Linked DNA regions of Zeugodacus cucurbitae: region 1 is linked to region 2. Evidence: chromatin contacts called from public Hi-C data. All regions are on one chromosome and are shown on one strand. Each heading gives the region's core, a stretch centred on a gene start, on an enhancer-like site or on the middle of the called end of the contact. The rest is flanking DNA. Distances are from core to core; before and after follow the strand shown.

The links. A called contact is a pair of places that touch in the nucleus more often than the background predicts.
Region 1: a Hi-C map of whole body shows a contact between it and region 2, with 2.7 times the contacts expected there. The contact joins the promoter of LOC105214692 here to the promoter of LOC105214733 in region 2. A contact is called at or near these places in 2 of 2 Hi-C or Micro-C datasets (both in whole body).

The regions. Positions count from the first base shown.
Region 1 is chr3:68,099,899-68,103,137 of idZeuCucr1.2, reverse strand. It overlaps LOC105214692 (DNA-directed RNA polymerase I subunit RPA43), which reads left to right and starts at 1,359. Exons shown (of 2, transcript XM_011188251.3): 1 at 1,359-2,014; 2 at 2,084-2,706. The coding sequence starts at 1,472. The coding sequence ends at 2,536. LOC105214693 (gamma-interferon-inducible lysosomal thiol reductase) reads right to left here and starts at 1,137. Exons shown (of 3, transcript XM_011188253.3): 1 at 686-1,137; 2 at 262-609. The coding sequence starts at 784.
Region 2 is chr3:67,964,128-67,967,284 of idZeuCucr1.2, reverse strand. It overlaps LOC105214733, which reads right to left and starts at 1,582. Exons shown (of 13, transcript XM_054228229.1): 1 at 1,445-1,582. It overlaps LOC105214690 (HEAT repeat-containing protein 1 homolog), which reads right to left. Exons shown (of 3, transcript XM_011188244.3): 3 at 2,545-3,157. The coding sequence ends at 2,633.

The DNA of each region.
Region 1 (3,239 bases), core at 110-2,609, 140 kb before region 2:
ATAAACACATATATATACAAAGCAAAAATATACTTGTATGCGTTTGCATACGTCAAGTGTATTAAGAAATATAATAATAGTGCAGTTGGCAGTGATCATGCAAATAAATGACATGCATTGTTTTATCTTATGTCAATATAATTGCATGTCTTCTTATAAATACACAAAGCACTTAACTGCACTTGTACTAATAAAGCTATATACAAATGCAAAATATAAATAATTTACAGTTAATTACAAGAGTGGATATGAGTTACATACCTTTAGCATAGCTTCTTTGGGATTTCGATTATCATGTATCATACACGCAATCATATTGAGGCGAAGTTCAATTTCAACGCTCTCAATTATACAGGAATGATACATGTTAGCTTCGCATTCGACATTGCCATGTTGGCACTCAAAACGATATGTGCCATCTGAAAGTTTATATGTTTGTGCTTTGCCATAGGGCACCAATTCAACTGCCATGAGTGGCGCAGCTTGTTTATAAGCCGGCAATAATTGTTTGATTATGAAATGCTTTGAATCACTACATAATGCTTCATAGAACACTGTCACCAACACGGGCATTCCGGGTAAGCGTGCTGGCTCTGACGCAGGCTCTGGCTATAGGGTTTTAAGAGGTAGAAATACTATTTTTAAGTTGCTCAGATAAATTATTAATAGTTTGATGCTTACTTACAACGTAGATAAAACCCTTGATGAACAGATGTCGTAGGATCAAGAGTACCACACATAATGCAAACAAAATTATCAAACGTTTATGCCCTATCGATACCATTATTAGTTAACGATGTGCTTAATCCAACTGTATCAAATCTGCTTAGTTAAATACTTAAATACATATATATTTCATTTGGCTTTGCTTTCTTTTTTAAATAAAGATAAACATTTTCACATATGATAAACCATTGATATATGTAGCTATAATAAGTTATGGTGTTAGTTTTGTTGTTAAAAAAATTTGCAAATTTCCAACGATTGTACTTATCGAACACGTTGCGAATTTATTTGAATACACAACTTTTACTTTTTTGTTTGAAAACTGTTTTATTACACAAAAAAATAAAAAGTTTCGCAAACATAAGCAATTTACAAATTACAGGTTCATCAGCAGTCAGCTGTTATATGGTTTGTGGATTCGCCGCAATGTTGCCACTTAAGTATATTTATATAGTTTCCAATAGTTTCTGACACGATTATATAAATTTTGAAATGCTACAATTGTTATATATTTATTCAATATAATAATAAAAATAAAAAAAACACAGTAGCTCATATTGTGAAATAATATAAAACAAATTTTAAATACTTCCCAGTATGTTCAGTGTATTATTCACTTATGAGTGCACGTTCAGTGCAACAATAGTTCGATTTGACATTTAACGAGGTTGGAATTTAGTTGGAATTAATTTCAATGTGCTTGTGTCTAATATTTCTAATTTAGTGTGAATTTAATGAAATAAAAATGGCAAAAAGACTGCAAGAATATGTGAAATACACAATAAAAGAGTTGGAATCCTATACGAAACAAGAAGGTTCCTGTGTGCGTAAAATAAATTCCAATTTACATGTATCATTAGGGCCGTATTGCCTGGCCGATTTTCAACATGCGCTCAGTGCTCATATAATGCGTCGGAAAGTTGGCTACTATGATGCCAGTCTAGAGGGGATCGTGTTGGACATAAAGTGTATCAAATTGTTGAGCACCGCAGCTGCATTAAGAGCAGATGATCCACGTATACATGTTGACGTGAATGCCGATTGCTTTGTGTTTTGTCCCGTCGCTGGTGCGGTACTGAGCGGTGTGGTCAAGCATATTGGTAATCATCATATCGGCGTAATCATTTACAGAGTTTTCAACGTGAGCATTCGGTTTGCAGCAAAAATCAATAAGGAAGAGTTTAAAATGGATGATACTGTACAATTTCGGATAAAAAATTTCAATTTGCAAAATGTATTTCCATACATTGAAGGCGATCTTGTGACAGCTAAAGGTGATAAAATTACGGTAAGTGGAAAAGCTGTTGTTACAACTCTTAGTATCTATCTATATTAATTATGTATTTAAAATTTGCAGCATAAATTTATCAAAGTTGAACCTGAAAGTGCGGAAAGCAACATTGATTCCGGCATTGAAGTGCGTGATAATCAGGAACTTGACGAGTTAGTTACTTTAATAAAAAAAGATCATGCTTCGGAAGATGATGGCACGCCATCAAAAGCAAACAAGAAAAAAGATAAACTTCATGCCAGCAAAAGAAAGCGAAAGGCCAGCGAAAGTAATGTGTCATTTAATGAACCGACGACTATTAAAAAAGAGCCTTCATCAGACAAGAAGAAACGTAAACATAACGATAGTGTGGAAGAAGTCCAGATTGTAAAAGAAAAAGCTACAGTGAAAAGTAAAACGAAGAAAATAAATGGTGAATTATTAAATGCAACACAAATTAAAACGGAAGAATTTGAAGATTTGTTTACAACGCCAACTAAGAAACGCAAGCCAAAAACAAATAGTATATCGCTAAGTTAGCTACTGACTTCGAGTATGCTGTAGTTTGTGTCCTCCGATTCTCCAAATTATAAGTAACTATTTACTGCTACTACAACAACAACATCTTGTAGTGTGTAAAACAAAAGTGTTTGGACTTTTTTAAAATAAAAAATCTTAAGTTTGAAACGCAAATATGTTTTAAAAATATACTTAGTAAAACTGTACTTTGTGCAGTGAGCTTCTTATTTTAAAAACTAATAATAATGCTAGGTATGCAAGTGTACAAAAATAGTATACATTTGTATGGAAAATATGTATATTTGCTAGTTGATATGCATACCAGTTTTTTATAATAATGCAATATATTTAAGTTTGAATAAGCTATTTTGTAAATTTAGCATTAATAAAAAAAGAAGTTGAATATAAAACAAAAAAAATTTCAATTCTTATATTATAGAAGTTAATAGGAAATCCTTTTTAGATTTTACTTGCTTTGTGTAGTGAAAGCCAGAAGTGAAAAAAATTTAATTTTTAAGTTTAATTATTTGTGAAGTGTTTTTGTAGTTAGATGTGCATTCATTATGTTGAGAATTACGAATAATATCATTGTATCTGTTACACACTAAATTTTACAGAAGAAATGGCAGAAGGAAGATGCACTTAGACTTATAAAAAAAATGGAAAATGGGTGTGGCGTCGCACACTTATGAGTCAAAAACCATTTCTCAGGAACTACTCGACC
Region 2 (3,157 bases), core at 333-2,832:
CAAAGTCTGATATGAAGTGACAGTTTTAGTACCTTTTGACCGTTATATTTCGCTATCATTCTTTTAAGGTGATTAAGTGATGAATGCCAAATATCTTAATCTGGTCAGTACTAAAGCCCACACTGCAGCTGAAGTAAATTTAACTTTGCCAACTCCAATCACCATAATCCACCAAAAAAACATCGATTTAGAGAGACTTCCGAGTTATGGAAGGAAAATTCCAAAGTGAAAGAAATCTTGCTTTCCTTTTTTAATTCCAAGAAAAGTGCGGTTGTGGCTCATCGACACTTTCGTGTTGGCATAGATCATAGCCTTGACGTAACCCCACATGAAATAGACTAACGACGTTAAATCGCACGACCGAGGTGGCCAATTAACTGGGCCATTTCATGAAATAACACTTTGCCCATACTTGGTTTTCAATAAATCGGTTGTGACATTCGCTGTGTGGCTTATGGCGCCGTACTATTGTCCAAGTCCATATCATCCAATTCGGGTCATTCGGGCTGTCGGTTATCATTGAGCGGTAAAAGTAACGTGCCGGTCTTGATCATCATGGAAGAAGTACGGCCCAATGACGCCGCCGGCCCATAAACCACGTCAAACCCAAATTTTTCGGGATGCAATTGTGACTCATGGAGTAACGCACATTTTGGTTATTCTCAAAGTCATTCAGTCAGAAATGAGCTTCCTCGCTACGCAGGATGTAGCGCTCTTTAAGTTTAGGCCATTGACTCCGAATTTCGGTAGTAAATATTAATGATTTCGACTCGTTGTTGGATCGTATATCTTTCCATTATGACTGTGCAAACCTTATTTAAGAAAAATGTTCAAGACGAAAAAATATAGCGTCGTTTGCTGTCCCTATTGGTCTACTTTTGTAGCGTCCCTTTTGAAAAACCCTTTAGTTGTATAGATCCTCTATGAGAAAACTTTGACTATCTTATTTGACGAAACATTAGTATATAGTAGTGATTTCACTCTTAAGTTCCTGATAATTCGGGATCCAAGAATACTTGGAGTGTTAAGTTAAAGTATAGAATTAAGATTCGACATTGACTTCGTTTTCCCTCTTCTCTTAACAACTGTGTACGAAGTCGTGACATAATCCTCCAATTTTTAATCAGCGCTTAATTTAGTTTCAGGGAATTAAATTTTTGTTCTCTTAACAGTACGTCGGACATCTCCCATAGAATGTCTTCAGGGCTTCCCAATTAAGAATTCGAGAAAAACTTAACTTCAATTAGTTAAGTCCACAGATCATTACCTCATAAAATGCAATTTAAACGCCCAAATCTGGGCATATATGTATACTAGGAAATATTTCGTCTCTCTCTATAGATAGGTTCTAAGTTTATACTATATACCACCCAATCGTAGCTCTCTGATCTATATATTATTTATTATAGCTTTGTATAATGCATGATTACGTTTCAAATCTTACCTGGTGAAATATGCTTGATGAAAATTTTGATTGGTGATGTAGGTACCATATATGTATTCATTGCTTGATGTATTTAGATTTGTATTATGAAAAAATAATTCCTTGATTGATTAAAATTTTATTGCTTGAACCATTGAGTTCAAAAATTAAAATGAGGCTTAGGGAATTCTCTGTTTTTGTTTAACTAATTTTAGTATAAAATGTTTGATTGATGTGAATTTGGACTTGTTGCAACAACTTTCTGTCGTCAATCATATCATTCTAAGTCAGAATATATTATTATTTATTATAGCTTTAGATAATGAATGATTACGTTTCAAATAGTCTTACCTGGTGAAATGTGCTTGTGGAAAATTTTGATTGATGATATAGGTAAACGCTTGATGTAAGTTTGAGTTATGAAAAGAGGCTTACAAGAATTCCTTGATTTATGAAAATGTTATTGCTTGAACCGTTGATTTCAAAAATTTGAATATGCTTTGTGGAATTATCTATATGTTTGATTATGAATGAATATGAATGATGTTTGATGACATTTTAGTATGGCATATTTGATTGATGTGAATTCGTACTGGATTAATTCTGTTTGGTATATAAGCAATGATTGAAATATTTTTTTGATTGATGAATGATTGATATAAATTTTTTATAATTTAATGTAATCTTGGTTCTGAGTTGAAAAATTTAACTGGAAACTTATTTTAAAAATTTCTTGTAGGCTTGACGTGTATTTAAATTTTTGTTCATGTAAAATATTCTTTTGTTTGCTTGCTGAAGACTTCTTTTTTAAAACAAAAATTGAGCTGCTAATTTGATTGCAGATTTTTAGGAAAACATTTTCTGCTGTGCTTGATGTTAATTTGAATGATTGATTGATGTTATATAATATATTTGATTGATGATAAAACTTTGCTGCAACTTTGAGACCCAAAAACATCGTTTAAATACCGTTTGATTAGTGCTTAAAGTTTTTAGTTTGATTGAGACTAGTTAGTTTTGAGGCTTTTGATTGAAGAACATTCGTTTTCACTCAAGCTCCGTGGATCCAAAAATATATTAGTAGACAGTAAATTCTTGTAACATTTCAAAATCAGATTGGATGCTTTAATTCATATAGATCTTCTTACGATATTTATTAGGCTTCAGACACATTTTTGATTTGTTTTTGTAAATATTTTAACAGCAAACTTATAAGTAACTCTGCAACGATTCGCCAAGTATGTTCTCCAGCTCTTGCACAGCTTTGCGTGTATTCTTCTCCACACGTTGATTCTCATCCTCCAAGAGCTCAGCAACGAAAGGCACCGTTTCCGGCAGCAGTGGCGTAAAGTCTTCGCCCAGTTTACGCACAATCTCCAGACAACAATTGAAGGACAGAATGCGCACCTCCGGCACATTGGTGCGCGTCTTCATCAACACTTGATGGTTCAGTTGCTTCCACATGATGTCATTGGAGACGGCCGCAGCCAGTTGGGCAAGACACGTCTGCAAGACCTGTTGCAATTCTTCACTCTCCAGCACCAAACGATTCTCCAGCTGATCGACCAATGGCTGCATCAGCACCTCAAAGCGTTGATTATTGATGAAACCTTTGCTGTCGTGCAGGAACAGTGTGTAGAGCGTGTTCAGAATGGATTTAACAATATCGGCGGTGAGTGCCTCCTCATCGACTGTAATATCTTGCTTAGCCGCATTATATACGTTCAACAAATT